Regions from separate parts of the Mus musculus genome. Here all the other regions are linked to region 1. Evidence: chromatin contacts called from public HiChIP or PLAC-seq data. All regions are on one chromosome and are shown on one strand. The core of a region is the stretch at or near the end of the contact, and the rest is flanking DNA. Distances in the headings are between cores, read along the strand shown. Region 1 holds the start of Foxq1 (forkhead box Q1). Region 2 has its middle 75 kb from the start of 4930401O12Rik. Region 3 has its middle 39 kb from the start of 4930401O12Rik. Region 4 overlaps Gmds (GDP-mannose 4, 6-dehydratase).

Evidence for each region. HiChIP or PLAC-seq counts read pairs in DNA pulled down with a chosen protein or histone mark.
Region 2: a contact with region 1 is called in a CTCF HiChIP or PLAC-seq map of the NIH/3T3 cell line, with 6 read pairs. The contact joins the enhancer-like site here to the promoter of Foxq1 in region 1. A contact is called at or near these places in 7 of 39 promoter capture datasets (the SN4741 cell line, cranial neural crest, embryonic stem cells and 3 more), 1 of 15 datasets of contacts at CTCF or cohesin (the NIH/3T3 cell line), 1 of 484 Hi-C or Micro-C datasets (bone marrow-derived macrophages), 7 of 115 datasets of contacts at active chromatin or transcription factors (bone marrow-derived macrophages, embryonic forebrain, embryonic hindbrain and 4 more) and 5 of 9 other capture datasets (adipose tissue, embryonic stem cells, liver and 2 more).
Region 3: a contact with region 1 is called in an H3K27ac HiChIP or PLAC-seq map of extraembryonic endoderm stem cells, with 4 times the contacts expected there. The contact joins the enhancer-like site here to the promoter of Foxq1 in region 1. A contact is called at or near these places in 2 of 39 promoter capture datasets (the 3T3-L1 cell line and hippocampal neurons), 1 of 15 datasets of contacts at CTCF or cohesin (the NIH/3T3 cell line), 1 of 484 Hi-C or Micro-C datasets (nephron progenitors), 7 of 115 datasets of contacts at active chromatin or transcription factors (bone marrow-derived macrophages, craniofacial prominence, embryonic stem cells and 3 more) and 4 of 9 other capture datasets (adipose tissue, embryonic stem cells, liver and 1 more).
Region 4: a FOXA1 HiChIP or PLAC-seq map of pancreatic cancer cells shows a contact between it and region 1. The contact joins the enhancer-like site here to the promoter of Foxq1 in region 1. A contact is called at or near these places in 1 of 39 promoter capture datasets (embryonic stem cells), 7 of 484 Hi-C or Micro-C datasets (cerebellum, embryonic stem cells and spermatogonial stem cells) and 2 of 115 datasets of contacts at active chromatin or transcription factors (embryonic stem cells and pancreatic cancer cells).

The regions. Positions count from the first base shown.
Region 1 is chr13:31,556,572-31,560,428 of GRCm38.p6, reverse strand. It overlaps Foxq1 (forkhead box Q1), which reads right to left and starts at 2,259. Exons shown (of 1, transcript NM_008239.4): 1 at 1-2,259. The coding sequence starts at 1,512. The coding sequence ends at 310.
Region 2 is chr13:31,164,293-31,168,149 of GRCm38.p6, reverse strand. No RefSeq gene overlaps it. Among named protein-coding and RNA genes, the nearest start is that of 4930401O12Rik, 75 kb to the left of the region's middle. Within about 2 kb of position 1,624, at least 21 of the 459 cell types and tissues checked have an H3K27ac peak or open chromatin away from gene starts, as enhancers often do. A contact at or near this core is called in the NIH/3T3 cell line and the SN4741 cell line, where this site is marked.
Region 3 is chr13:31,278,012-31,281,868 of GRCm38.p6, reverse strand. No RefSeq gene overlaps it. Among named protein-coding and RNA genes, the nearest start is that of 4930401O12Rik, 39 kb to the right of the region's middle. Within about 2 kb of position 1,793, at least 5 of the 459 cell types and tissues checked have an H3K27ac peak or open chromatin away from gene starts, as enhancers often do. A contact at or near this core is called in extraembryonic endoderm stem cells, where this site is marked.
Region 4 is chr13:31,819,117-31,822,973 of GRCm38.p6, reverse strand. It overlaps Gmds (GDP-mannose 4, 6-dehydratase), which reads left to right. Exons shown (of 11, transcript NM_146041.2): 10 at 2,764-2,832; 11 at 2,996-3,388. The coding sequence ends at 3,058. Among named protein-coding and RNA genes, the nearest start is that of Foxc1, 14 kb to the right of the region's middle. Within about 2 kb of position 2,078, at least 118 of the 459 cell types and tissues checked have an H3K27ac peak or open chromatin away from gene starts, as enhancers often do. A contact at or near this core is called in pancreatic cancer cells, where this site is marked.

The sequences.
Region 1 (3,857 bases), core at 1,010-3,509:
CAAATAGGAGGGAAAGGAAAGCCTCTATGCGGGAGAGTACAGGCCTGGCCAAGAAATGGAAAAGAACGGCTTTGATCCTCTGTAAAGTTACAAAAGACAAAGGAAACTATTCTGGACTAAGTTAAAACACTTGGGTCAAAATGCTTAACTTTAAGGCACATTTGATGGAGAGTTGAAAAAAAGAAAAACTCTATTCCTCCGGAAAGTGGAAAGTGCACAGCCCTAGAGCCCACATTCCAACCTCCTCAACAAAAGGCGCCCCCAACTCCACCCTGCTCAGCACCCCTTCTGCTGAGCACAGAGCTCCTGTCAAGCTAGCAGAGTCTCCACCGGGTAGGACAGGTGCGGACCGGGACCGCAGGCCGCTGCCGCCTGCAGGGCCGTGGGCAGCCGTAGGGGGCAGTACAGGTGCGCCGCGCCGGCGGTCTCCGGACCTCGGAATGGCTTGGCTGGAGCCGCGGTGGAGAGGGGCGCCAGCAGAAGGGGCGCCGCGGGCTGCACCTCGGTCCCGCGCGACGCCAGCAGCGTAGGCTCGCTTGCGCCGTAAGCACAGAGCGGTAGCAGAGCGCCACCGGGCGCCGCGGGAAGGAGCGCGGGATAGGCGCGCAGCGGCGGGCAGGGAGCGGCGCCCCAGGGTAGCTGCACCCCCAGAGCCGAGTCGCCGTCGCGGCGGCTGCGAAAAGGCTTGCTGAGAATGCTGTCGATGGCGAAGGAGCTGGAGAACTTGCTCGCAGGGCTGGAGCGCTCCTCCTGGCGAGCCGGCGAGCGCGCGATCGGGGAGGAGCGGGCGGCGGGCGCGGGCTGCGGGGTCCCGGCAGGTCCGGGTGGGGCTTCCTCCGGCCGCAGCCCGGACGCGGAGACTGTGGTCCGGTGGCTGAGGCGCTTGCGGCGGCGGCGGAAGACCCCGTCGGCGAAGGTGTATTCGCTGTTGGGGTTGAGCATCCAGTAGTTGTCCTTGCCCCAGGGCCGCGAGGGGTCGCGCAGCACCTTGACGAAACAGTCGTTGAGCGAGAGGTTGTGGCGCACGGAGTTGCGCCAGCCCGTGTAGCTGCCCCGGAAAAAGGGGAACTTGCCCATGAGGTACTCGTTGATCTCGGCCAGTGTCAGGCGTCCGCCCGCGGAGTCGCGGATGGCCATGGCGATGAGAGCGATGTAGGAGTATGGGGGCTTGGGCCGCCGCGTGTACGGCTTGCTGCGCGCGCCCTCGCCGCCGCCCACGCCGCCCGCGCACGGCCCTGCCGCGGAGGCCTGCGTTCTGCTGTCATCAGTTGCCTCCGGACCGTCTTGGGCGCTCGGCCCGCCACTCGAATTCCTCTCGCCGCCGCCACCTTCCAGATCCCCGGCGCCGCTGCCCGCCGCCGGGCTGTTGGCTGCACAGTCCCCGTCTGAGCCTAAGGAGTCGTCACCAGCCGCGGACAGTGGAGATGGCACGTCGCTGCTGCCGGCCCCCTCCAGATCGCTGCCCATTTTGTCCCCGTGGGCTGCGCGTGGGACGAACACCTCCAATTTCATGCCGGCGCTGGTGCTTCCAGTCCGGCACAGTTACCCCTTTCCTGCGAGGTCGTAGGAAGCGAGTGGCGCCCGGAGTGGCGATCCCGTGGCCCGCTGAGTCTGTCTTCTCCTGGGAGGGACCGCTCCTGCGTCTTTCCGAGAGAGACGCTTTTCCGAAAGGTTCTCCTCCGCTGGGATTTTTTTTGGGAGGGGTTTTGATTGTTGGGTGAAGTGAGGAGTGGAGTGATAGAAGTTGGTGCAGTGCTGTCCTTACTCCGAGGTTTAGAGACTTTGAGCGGAAGACAAGCGAGGAATGAGGGGCCACCCTGCGAAGCGGGGGCCAGGACACACCAGCCTTAGGATTTCGTGCTGGGAGGACCGAGCCGGCGCTTATGCTATCGGTCTGGGCGTCCAAAAGTGTTCCTTCGCTGGATGTCTAGGTCTCAGGCACCGACCTGACGTCTGCTGGCGCACCCGCTACTTTTGAGGATAGGACGTCTTCAGCCTCGAGAGCCCATAGAAAGGAGTCTTCGAGGCCGCCGCACCCGCAGCCGCCTTGCCACCCCCGGCTTCCCGGGCAGCATGTCCGCGCTGGCCGGCCGCAGCAGAATCTCGCCTCCACCTTCGGTCCGGCCCAATATAACCCTGCGGCGGCTCCGCGCGGGCGGGGCCTGGGCGCCCACGGCCAGGGGGTGGGGGAACTAGGTGGCCGAGGTGGCCGCGGCTCCCCCCAAGGCGTTCATCAGGCCGAGGCCACGCGGCGGCGCGGCCACAGAGTCTCCGCGGGCGCAGGTTGTTTGTTTTGGGTCTGGCCGGCCCCGCCCTTTCGGTCTCGCCAATGGGGAGCGAGCGCACGGCTAGGGTGTGCGCGCGAGTGTGCGCGCCTGTGCGGCTGCCCCGCCCGCCCCGCTGCGCAGGTAGGAGCTTCTGGCTTCCCGCGGCCACCGAGTGGGTTTCTGCGCCCCCCGGACTCACCAAGACGATTGCTCTCCTATACCTGGTAGAGCTGACACTTTTTGGACGCTCCAGAGAGACACCTAAAAGGGCTTAGGCCGAGGGACTGGTTGCATAGGTCTGGCCGCCGTCCTGAGCTGCGCGCTGCGTGCAGCCTGCGGATTTTTTTGGCAAGGAGAGCCAATATTCTTAGGAAAGGAAATCCCTGGTGATAATTGAATCGCTGAACTGCAGACACCCCGTGGAACAGCCTTTGCATTGACCTCTTTCGTGCCCTTCCTCTTACTTCCTCTCTATGGCCAACTTTACCCCTTGTAACAAGTAAAAACCACGAGCTTGAAATTCTATGATTCTTTTTGGTTGATCGTGCCTCTTGTTTCTTAGCCGGCTTCCGACTTTCACTTTTATTTTGTCATACCTGGCTGGAGGCTCTGGGGGGAAGGAGGCAACGCCCCATACTTTTACCGGGAGGCCGCTTTGCAAGAGAGGTGCCCGGCTCTGCCTGCCTTGAGTCCCTTCCGAAGTCTTGTGACGTGGGCTTTGCCCACAGCCATGCAGTGCCCGGGTCTAGCAATCAACAAGAATCACGGGAGGATGTGTGTTCCTTGGGGCATGAGGCAAAGGCAAGGCGTGTTTATCGCTATTTGTCTGCAACTGTGCTCTAGAACTTGCCTTGGCTTTAGTGGCACGGGTGTCAAACAGGAAAGGAGGCCTCTTCTGCAACTCCTCCGACTCCCTGACAACTCTGTGTCAGTTCTCCAAGGAAAGGGGCCTTGCACTAGGAAGGGTGCACTTTTGACCCTATGCCTACCACGCCAGCTTCCTCCTTCTTCCTGCTTTTGTTGCGAATAATGTTGAGGCTGCGACTATGTGGGAGAGCATGTTTGAAGTTTATTTTATTACTTTCCACCATTTGTGTGGAAAGCATACACAAGCTTCTCTTCTCTTAAGTCAAGAAGCCGTAAAGGCGCTCAGAATGCAGTGGGCATCTTGACAGCCAGCAGGAATCTGATGTTTTGTAGTATGCAGGGAGTAACTGTTTACCACGTGGTGCGTTCCTCCAGCCTCGAAAAACAGCCTCTTTCAAGGGGTTCCTCTTAGCTCCTGCCCGCAAATGGATGGTCCCTAGGTCCTGGCCAGGGGAGTGCGTTGGGATGAGAATTAGCCCAGTGCAAGGTGACAAAGCATTGATTTGGCCAGGGATAAAAGACATTGTTAATGAAGGTTGTCCTTATTTGAACTCAGCGTGCCTGTTTTATGGAGGAGATACATTTAGGAGGGTTAAGACTCAATAGGCAATAGGCAATAGGGAGATTCCAGGCCTAGGAACACCAGTGGCTGCTAATCCACTCACTGCCAGTCCACCTCACTGCCAGTCCCGCACTTCATCCGTCACCACCTCTCACTAGCTG
Region 2 (3,857 bases), core at 375-2,874, 390 kb after region 1:
GCAGGATGACCAAGAGACATTTCAACTATTAACTTTGAGAGCAAAGACTGAAGAAAATTTCAGAGTGGGTCAGTGTGAAATCCTTAGTATTTTAAGACCTTCTGATATACCCTGGTGGTCACACTCTAATAATACCCGAGGAAGAATTTCCTGTGAAGCTGTGTCCTAGGGTTTTATTGCTGACACCAAGACCACAGCAACTCTTATATAGGAAACCATTTAACTGGGAATGACTTATGGTTCGGAGTTTTAGTTCACTATCACCATGGTGGGAAGCATGGTGGCACATAGGCTGACATGGTTGCTGAAGATGTTGCTGAGAGCTCTGCACCCAGATCAGCTTGGCTTGAGCTTCTGAAACCTCAAAGCCCACCCCCAGTGCCACACTTCCTATAATAAGATCACACCTTCTCCAACAAGGCCAAACATCCTAATGCTTTCAAATAATGCCACTCCCTATGCGTTTATGTGCGCCATTTTCATTCAAACTACCCCAAGCAGTAAGTAAGGCATAGGGGAAATTAAATGGGACTGAGACTAATACAAACAAGACAACAGGCCAGGGTGCAGTGCAAAGAGAGGCCACTGGCAGAGCAATGCTCACAGCTGCTGCCCATCACTGATGAGCTGCACCCAGATCTGTGACCTAGTGAGAGATGATGGAAGCAGAAGAGAGCTGCGACCCAACGTGTGGAAGCACATCCTCATCACTGGCTGTGAGAACAGCTGACGGGGGAGGATGCACTTTGTGTGCTCGGGATCCCCTGGTGAATAGACATTTACTAAACGCAGAGGCACAATCTTGCCAGGTTTCTCCTAGATGTTTTAAAAACAAGTCACACTTTACATCTGAGTAGGAACATTTGAAGTTGCTTGACATTTTGAGATTAAATCGTCTCTACTAGAAGAGATAATTTTTGATCCTAACCAAACACGTGACAGTATCCAGGCTTGAATACAAAGGAGGAAGAGAAGTTCTGTTCTGCATTAAGACACTGTACTTTAGGAGGAAAATGAGCATCTGTCTACAAAGTATGGTCACTACTGGCCTCACTTCCTATCATTTTCAAGCCAGTGACATTTGCATGTCTTACCACAATGCTCTCCTCATAAAATGATGCCAGTGAATGCTCACAGGAAGCTAGAGACTGGATCACAAATACTTGATGCCTTTTTATTGAGACAATGGGAACTTAGAGAAAGGGAGGTTAGATGTTGCATGTTTGTGTGTGTGTGTGTGTGCATTTGCGTTTTCATGTATGTTTATCCTTTAATTTTAGTTTTAGGTAGGTGACAGGTATAAATGAGAATGGATGGATGGAGGAATGGATGGAGGCAGGCAGACAATGCATAGATTATTGGTAACTGTTGAAACAATGAAATATCTGATTCGTTGCCCTGGGCTTGTCTGGGGTATCCGTGTCTGGCAAGAGTCATGTCAAACATCCTCTGCGGCAGCCCCTCCCCCCAACGGATCGCCCACACACGGGACTTTAATGATCTGAGTCAGATTCCTTTACTGCTGTCTCAGAAAATGTCCAAGATGCCTTACAGATGATAGCTGTACAGCAGAGAGAGGCAGTGATTGCACCTGGCACAGAGCCGGCAAGCCTCCTTTGCCACAAAGAACCTCCCCGCAGCTTGGCTTTTTTACACATCACAGAGTACCCATTAGAAGTCCTCTCCAGCATCCCAGAGAAGAGAGCAACAGCCTCAGAGGGAGGTCTCAAGGCCTTCAGAGGTCTCAGGAAAACAACACAGAAGCCAACTAAGGAATGGACTCTCTGGCCACATTCCAACAAATCAGAACCTCTACTGAGCCTGTTTGTAAATTCATCCCAGAAAGGGATGTGGTTTGGCCTTGATGCAAAAAAAAGCATGTGCTCTCAGACAGTAAGAGCCAAGGTATGGTCTTCAAATAGCACAGAGCCCGAGATACTGGTTCTTGCTTTTTTAGTGGGCTGAAGTCTCCCAAGCCTCCTAAATGAGAGTTCAGAGGGTCACATGGATAACGAATGTTCTCCTCCATGTAAGCTCTTCATGGCAGCCCCAGAAAGATCAAGGTGGGCAGAACACAAGTAGTCCCAGCACAGCCCTGGCAGAGCACTTCCTGGTGATGTCACAGGACACATCTGCTTGGAGAGGTATGGAGAAGAAGCAAACCATCTTCTGTCAAATCATGAAAAAGGAGCTCAAAATAAGCAAAGTCATAGGTAAATATTTCTTAATGTTTTATCTTGAATATCCCAGTATCCACTTCCTGACCTGCCAGTTGGGCCGTGAGCTTTCGATATCCACAGTTAACACAAAGCCAAGCTGTGCAAGCTGGCCTGTCAGCCACCACTTGACTCCCACCTGCTTCACTGAGTAAATCAGATCCACAGGGCGCATAACAAGAACAAGTCATGAGAGGTTTGTGGCTTCCAACAAGCATTTGGTTAGCAGTTTGGGCTGGATGGAGCTGTGCTGTGCTGAGAATCTGGGTCAAGTGCATACTAAGGCGGGAAGTGGGTGAGTTATCCTGTCCTATCCTACAGGGGTGGTCTCGAAGGGAGCAAGAAAACCATTCTTATAGCTCAGACTGGAATTGGCACACAAATAACATTTTATTGATTAGAGCAGCCCACAGAGTCAATTGGTAGTTGAAATAGTTCTTGATTGGAGCTACGGACTCAAAATGTAAAGGTATTACAGGGAAAAGTACATGTGGGCTGGTGAGATGGCTCAGCGGGTAACAGCACTGACTGCTCTTCCAAAGGTCCTGAGTTCAAATCCCAGCAACCATATGGTAGCTCAAAACCACCTGTAATGGGATCTGACTCCCTCTTCTGGTGGGTCTGAAGACAGCTACAATGTACTTATGTATAATAATAAATCAATCTTTAAAAAAAAAGTACATGCTATTTTTGCAACTGTGAAAATCTACATGGGACAGTCTTCTAGAGTAATCTTAACAAAATGCCAGGCTTGCTGCTTTAAATATTAGAAATTTTACTCCGTTTTGATGTCTGGAAACCCAAGGTAAAGCCCAGTCAGGGCTGGATTCTCCTAATGTCTCTCTCCTTGGCTTGTAGATGGCACCTTCTCCCTGGGTCCCCCACATGGTCGTCCTGCACGCACATGTACAATAGTGTCTCTTTCTGGATCCTTTTCTCTTCCTATAGAGACACCAGTCACATTAGGACAGACACATCCTAAACATCATCACTTCTAATAAGTTCTCTACATAAAGGCTTATCCTCAAATTTATTCATTTTCAGACGTAGCTGGAGATTAAAGATAAAATAAGTGAAATTAAAAGGAAACACAACTTACCCTACATCCCCATCTAAATCTCTAACACAGGGGTAAAGAGATACCATATTTATGAGGTATGGGTCAGTGACAGAATACCTAAATACAAAGAACAAAAGATAGCACTGCCTTCATCCCTTGCATCTTATATACATGGGTTCACCAGCTTCCTGTGTCCCAAATTCCCAGAACCCTGATAGGCTGTCAGCCAGTGTTATGTGCATCCACTTAAGTCTACCCTCCTTGTGCTAACAGGGAGTGCTTTTGAAAAACGTCACCCACCAAAGCAGAGTTTAAATCAGAGGACAATAGATATCACTAATTTTTTAGTATGATTGCTGGCTCAGCATCCATGTTAGGCCTTATGTATTTGAAACCCAGTCACGCTGGCCTAATGAAAATGTTCACTCAGTATAGAGCTGAAATATATAGCCCATGTCTTCTTCACCCTACTGACCACAAACGGAACACAGCTACAGCTCATGTGGAATCCAAGCTACTAATCACAATAAAACCTGTCAACACCAGATCCATGTAAATATGTTCCCCCTTCCCACGTGTCA
Region 3 (3,857 bases), core at 544-3,043, 280 kb after region 1:
TCTTCTGTGCCAGCTTTTAAGGGCAGCTCACCTTTCCCTCCTAACCTAACAGCACAGGTTTTAAACCTTTGTCTTCATAGAGCCGTCACAGGAGGATGGAATGAGTACTTTAAGAATAAGAGAATAAAAGAAAATGTAAACTATTTTTCACTTGATTTTCACAGTCTGGACAAAGTTATCAAGTATATATATATATATATACATATATATATATGTATATATGTGTGTGTGTGTATGTGTGTGTGTGTGTGTGTATATATATATATATATATATATATATATATATATATATTTGAAAGCCAATAGATATGCACTTTTCTATAGTTGGAATTCTTTCCAGGACTTAGGGTTTTTGTTGATTCTGTGATGCCTTTTTTTGTTCTACTCTGTTCAACTAATGATTTTTTTTATTAGAGAAAAAGTATATAATTATGCTTCTATTTTTCTCATAGCATTCATATTCACTAATAATTAAGAATGTTATTATTAGCAGTGTTTGCTATTTATTGAACATTATGTGAAAATAATCTGTTAGGTATCTTACACTACTATTTGATTTAATTCTTGCCACAACATATATGTATATGTGATATATACATATATAATATATACATGCACATATTCATATATACATGCATCCTTTGTATATCTCTCTCTCTTTTTTAGACATTTTCTTCATTTACATTTCAAATTCTATCCCCTTTCCAATCTCCTCTCCGAAAGTCCCCTATACCCTCCCCTTGCCCTGCTCCCCAACCCACCCACTCCCGCTTCCTGGCCCTGGCATTCCCCTGTACTGGGTCATATAATCTTCATAAGACCAAGGGCCTCTCCTTCCACTGATGGTTGACTAGGCCATCCTCTGTTACATATGCAACTAGAGACAAGCTCTGGGGGGTATTGGTTAGTTCTTATTGTTGTTTCTCCTATAGGGTTGCAGACCCCTTTAGCTCCTTGGGTACTTTCTCTAGCTCCTTCATTGGGGGCCCTGTGTTCCATCCTATAGATGACTGTGAACATCCACTTCTGTATTGTATATCTCTCTTTTCCAAGTGAGAATTAAGTCTCAGAGAGACCACATGAACTGCCCAAGGTCACACAGTTAGTAGTGAAGACTCCTGGTACTGGATAATGAAAGCACATGGTTAACCCTCACTGTTGGCACAGACTCTCCCAAAGATGTTTAAAGCAAATTGCTCAGAACAGTTACTCAAAGGCCCCCTGTCCAATTTCTGTGTTTCTCGGGTATCTATCACATTACTGGTTGACTTGTTCTGCCCTGAGTCCAAGCTAGCACTATCATGTCTGCTTTGTGAAGTGCTCCCAGCCCTTAAATCCCTGAATTCCATCCATATCTGTGGATTTAACAGCTTTGGGTCATGTGCTACATAGTTTACATATGCCATGGCTGCATCTGTACTTACTAAGTACACTTGTCGTTGGTATTATTTCTTAATCAGTATAATAACCTTCACACATGCCTTACACTACATCAGCATTCAAAACATGATGTCATGTTCACAAAAAGATGAACATGGTTTACATATAAATGAGGTGCCACTTTATATGTTATCCTGGGAAATTTTGGAGCAAACCTTCTCTAGATGCTGAGGAAAGACTTTCAACCCAGCCTCTGTAATATGCACAGTGCTTGGTGATGCACAGTGCTTGGTGATGCACAGTGCTTGGCCTTCTGTGGAATTCTAAGAATTCACAGACTTTCCTCAGGCGTGGCAGCCTGGTGGACTATATATAGTAATGAGAGCCAGCAGAGGTTCCTGTCAACCCCACCTAGCTGACATAATCAGAGAAGGTAGTCAACGAGTAACAGTATAAGGGCATGGCTGGGTCCCATTGTCCCGTACTGGAAGGCACAGAGAACAATGGGAATCCCACTCACCATGTGCCAGTTCCTTCTGAGTTCTTAGTTATTATGTTAGGATTTTCTAAAGGAATGGAACTTACAGAATGAATATACATATATATGACCATACACATATATGTATGTATGTACATATGTATGTATGTATTCATACATATTTGTGAGGAATACAAGAGGGAGCAGGCAAGAGCAAGTTTCCATCTTTAATGTCCTTTATATAGGCTGTCAGCAAAAGGTGTGGCTCAGATTAAAGTTGGATCTTCTCATTTCAAAATATCTGAATTGAAGTCGTATATTCCCATCTCAAAAGATTCAGATTAAAAGTGGGTCTTCCCATGTCAAATGATTTAATTAAGAAAAAACAACTCTCACCAGCGTTTTAGTTAATTCCAAATGTAGTCAACTTGACAACCAAGCATAGCCACACACAGTTGCATTGCCTCATAGCATTCACCACAGTCTCAGGCTACCAGTATCCTTCTTTCAAAGATGAGGAAGAGGAGGTGCAGAGAGAGGAAGCAATGTGTTCCAGTCCCATCTGGTAAAGCTCCAGGAGCTGGGATTCCAATCCAGGCTACTGGTTCAAATAGCTTTCTGTTCTCACCTTCAGTGTCAGTGCCTAAAGCAGTGGTCTAACATTGAGGGAAAGTGGGTAATTCTCTCATTCAATGTTAACTAACCAATACTAGCAGCGTAAAGTACAGATCAGGTCACTGAACATGTGCAAGTCTCCTCCCTGGCTCAGTAACTGAGAGCTGAGGTCTAATGGAGTCACTCATGGGTTTGTTTCAGACACTGATGCCCCAACTATTATCAGTCTCCTGTCTCTGTGCCCTTGTGGAAGGGTGCTCTCTTGCTACTCCATGGCTTCTGTATGTACTTCCCCCAATTCCAAGGAACTTTTCACTGCCTTCTGTTCTTCCTTTAAGATGTCAACCCATCAGAGTCACAACTCAAGACCATTTTCTCCAGAAAGTCTTGGTAATCCCTTGTTGGTGTTTAGTTTTCATACAGATGTGAATAATAAAATCACCATGACCAAGATCAACGAATTGGTCTTTTCTTCTGTCCCCTCAGAACTTGATGCTTATATTACAATGATCATCTTCATCTGCTCTCAGAATGATCTGTGACCTGTCTTAGGAAACATATGAGGTCTTTAAGCTGTAAATTCCATGCTTCCCTTCAACACCAGGCCAGCACTCCATACATGCACAGTGACACTCTATAAAGCGGTATGTGAGGAAACAGGTAGCATCCACAGAGATGTGCCACATCCCAAGAGAGTCTTTCTTTTTAAGTCATCTTGCAGAAAAGAGGAAACTGAAGGCTTACACTACACATGGAAGCTTCCAGGGCCTTTATTCAGATAAGTCTTTCAAACTTGGCTGGGGTGACAGTGGCCTGCTCCATTAGCCTTTGATTTGAAGGGTTATTAAGGGTGGGTTTTATAGCAGTGCCATAAACAGAATGTAAACAGGCCGGAGGAAAACAAATGTGACAACTACAGGTCTGTTTACTTCTTTTATTTATGTTCTGTCTTCTGCCTTCAGATTAATTTCTGGATCAGAGGTTTTAGAAGCAGTTGCTGTGCCGGCCTATAATTAAGTCGTTGGGTGGAGCCAGGGTCTGCTCTCCCCGATGGTGAATTGAACAGTGAAAAATTTAATCAAATAAGCAATTAACAAGAGTCCTCATGACGCTAAATGTAGCGAGAGTCAGCAATGCTCAATCTTTCAATGTGTTTCATCTCCTTGCTTTAGATGGCTCAGTTATAGATCTTCATTGGATGGAGGGGGGAGGCACTGGCTCACTGCCACTGGGTGGCTTCATTAAGCCTTCAATGTGCCCTTGGTTGTTCCTGAAAGGACCCAGAACGTAGCCCAAGCAGGCAGTATTCCAAATGGATTATAACACTTCTAGAATCTACTCAGAGTGTGACAGTTGTGCAGTATAGACTACTCTCCTGGGAAGT
Region 4 (3,857 bases), core at 829-3,328, 260 kb before region 1:
CACAGCAGGCTGAATTGATGGAGACAAAGGAGAGCTCCCCCACCTAGGCAGGGGCAGGTGAAAGAGAGTGGGACAGAAGTCTCTCCACTGTTTCAACTCAGTGGCAACTGGCAACAAGAGCCACTGCTTGGTTCTGACAGGACCTCATGCTCTTCCTTCCCAAGGCTTCTTGCTCTACTTAAATTTCAGGGAGTCAGGGCTTTGGCAGAAGGCTGAGGAAGCTTCAGTCTTAAGAGCTGAGCTCAAAACTGAATTGTGCAGTTTAGCTGGGCCTGTCTCTGGTTTCAATGAAATACTTTTACAGTATATGTTAGTAGTGTCTGTTGCTAAGCTTTTGAAAACCATTTTTCTTTTTCCTTAATTGTAGTTGCCTGGTTGTTTTTATATTATGAGCTACTTGTAGAAAAATACAGGAAACATAATTACAATACAACCTTCCCTTTCCCAAGCCTACTGAGATCATTTGAAACCAGACAGGGTTTTAAGGCTCTTTTAGCTGTATGTTCACAGCCATGAATTGCATCCATGCTGAGTTGGTTAATTTACAGCCCTGCTATGTGATTCTACATAACCGTGTTCTCCTGAAGCTGCTGTAGGAGGGAGCCAGGGAGGGGCTGGAGGACATTGCTCCAGGACTCCAAGCTACACAGCTTCCTTCCTCTGGGGAAAAAGAAGGAATATCTTTGTGTGACTTTTACACTAAAAAAGCAGCATTGTAAAAGGATATTCAAGTTTATTTAGGGAGAGAAAAGAGAAATAAATTACTTGGTTTGTTTTTTTCACCTACACTGGCAGCTCCAGGTAGCACTGTGCTATAAACGCAAATTACTAATTCTGGTATCCTACCTTTCCTGGGGAGTCTGGAAATGGGCTTTTAGGCCTGCAGAAATAACTTGCTTCACTCTGGTGAACACTCTGGGGAGGAAGTGGGTACTTCAGCATATTGTGAAATGCAAAGCCTTTGGGAATTTGATTTATTCAAGCCTAAAAAGCAATGCTGGATGATTGAGAAGGAGAGTCCCTGAATGTCCTCTGCTTGAGTAAGAGTCAGGCTGGGAAAGGGAATCCAGACCGCCTCTGCTTGGAAGGCCCAGGTGAGCACATTGTGTGCACACACAGATAGCTTATACCTAACCCCAGCCTACCCATCTGAAATCCAGAATAAAATGCCTTTGCCTGCCGAGTTCAGGAGACTGAGAGCAGGAGAAGCCTTTTACTGCAGCATGGTTACGATTATCGGTGGCTGTCACTCAGAGGGATGGTTCACTTGTCCAATAGTGTACTGCTAAAATAAAGTGCCTTAATGTAATACTTATCACTATAAAGATCACCTCCCCCCTCCCTTCCTGCCCAGTCCCTGGTTATTTTGAGTCTTGGCATATTCATATGGTATCCTCATACGAATAGACCTAACTGGAGTTCCCTGCTTTTTTCTTCCTTTCCTCTCTTCCCTTTCATCTTATCTTGAAATTCCCACTAGTCTTGAGACCTGCAATAAAGAACTGTGAGTGAGGGCCAAGATAGAGGATTTTCTTCTCTTCTGTTTCTTGTTTGTTGCCAGTCTTCTTTCCAAGGAAACCTCTTAAATGAATAATTGTGAACTTCTCTTGCTAGAATTCTCCAGGAAGCCTGAATCCACATGTGTTTCCCCCGGTAAAGTCAGAGCCGAGCAAGCCGATTAGGCTTGGCTCTGTGCTGTATGTTAAGGCCCACTCCTGGGCCGTGTCAGTGGTTGTCAGCACTCTTCTCTGAAAGTGGACCTGTAAATAGCAGGCAGAGAGAGGTGAAAAGCTAGAGAAAGGGTCTAGACCGACAGGGGTACATGGCCTCTAATGCAGAGTTTCAAACTGAGATTTGCAAGTTTGTCCCATGAGTCGAGAAAAAAAATCCCCATATTCTAAGGAAGAAAGATAAGAGTAGAACAGACCCTTTAGTGTGGCTGCGAAAAGGAGGTTTCGGTTTAGGAGCTTGTGGGTTCCCTGCTGACTGGCAGAGAGAGCTGTCTCTACCCTAGCAGAGCCAGGGCTCAGCCCCTGCTACTGTAAGCTCTGCTCTCTAGGCTGACCACGCTGTGGTGGTGCCGATCGATCGCCTGCAACTGCCTGCCCGCCTGGGCTGTCCCAAAAGCTGGAGACTGGAGGTAGGGATCCGATCCGCTACTACGAATCCAGGCGGCCAGGCGCCAGGGACAGGGCAAAGGCTATAGAACTGATGGTAGGTAGTGGGGCCTGAGGAAGTGTAGTTTCTAGGGACCTAGCAGATGAGTCAGGGTTCTGCCGGTCGAGGATCTGGAATTACTGTTCTGCAGTGGAACTCCCCTGCCGGCATGATTTACCCGTGGCCTTGCCGAGAAGTGCAGTAACTTAACAGTTCTTACAGCAGTTCTCCTGACAACTTAATATCTAAGAAAGAAAGAAAGAAAGAAAGAAAGAAAGAAAGAAAGAAAGAAAGAAAGAAAGAAAGAAGGAAGGAAGGAAGGAAGGAAGGAAGGAAGGAAGGAAGGAAGGAAGGAAGGAAGGAAGGAAAGAAAGAGAAAGAAAGAAAGAAAGAAAGAAAGAAAGAAAGAAAGAAAGAAAGAAAGAAAGAAAGAAAGAGAAAGAGCCATCGGAGTCACTAGGACAAGGTGGGGCAGGGAATGTGGGCAGTTGGAGATGCTTACTTGCAAGGTCCTAGCTGACCCGATGGTAAGTACCTGATGAGACAGATTGGGCAAGGGGTATGACAAGCCCATGCATGCACAGCTCATCTGCCATCTCTCCACAGGACTTTCTGCAGGGAGACTGCTCCAAGGCTCAGCAGAAGCTAAACTGGAAGCCCCGCGTTGCCTTTGACGTAAGTTTTGTCTCCAGTGCATATTCTCAGAGCTGCTAGCTGTGAGCTCTTGCTGGCGGGCTGTTGTCAAACAGGAGACCTTTCAGGGCCCTGTGAGGAGGTGTTATAGGAGAGGGTGGCAGAAACTCCGCCCTTACGGTCCACCCTGAATCTTGGGTTGCAGGAGCTGGTGAGGGAGATGGTGCAGGCCGACGTGGAGCTCATGAGGACCAACCCCAACGCTTGAGCCCCTCTGCAGAGACTCGAGGGGCATGGTGACAGTGCAGAGCCAGGGAACCAGAGTCCAGTAACTCCTGCCAACCATGGACCCTCGACCTCCTGTGCTGTCCCTGTATCCAGAGCTGGGCCACAGAGGTTTGTAGAGCCTGGGACAGGACACACCAGAGCTAAGGCCGCATTGCTTTTGTCAAAGTCTCCTCCTCTGACTGGTTTCAGGAAATCAAGAAGTTTGAATCACATACTCATTTTACTTGAAATTATGTCACTAGACAACTTATATTTTGGAGTCTTGAGATTGTTTTTCTCTTTTCTTATTAAATAATCTTTCTATAAACCAGCACTAACAGAGTTTGCTGTGTATGTTTTCTCCAGGTTATAATGTAGGCAGTTTATGGCCCCAGACCACACCCACACCCACAGCTGGGGATGGAACAGTCCTTAGTTCCTTTGGGAGAGCCCCTGTTGAAAAGACCCTAACCTAAGCTGGCAGAGCACCCAGCTAAGTCTCTGCCTTAGGACACACCTATCCCCTGCTGAACTGAAACATTCCTATCCGGTCTTGTCTCTGCTGAGTTTAATTAGAACCACCTAGCTTTCACCCTCTCAGAAAAGGCTCATGAAACATGGGCTAAAAGAAACTTTGATGGTAAGTAAATATTGCTGGAACATTGTATGTGAAAGCCCAAAAGCCCCCAATGCCTCTTCTATGTGCTAGAGTCTTTCACACAATATTTACTTCCAACATCTAACCTTCAGTACTAGGTCGCTTTTTAAACTGAATTTTGACTCGTCAGTTCAGTCTGCTT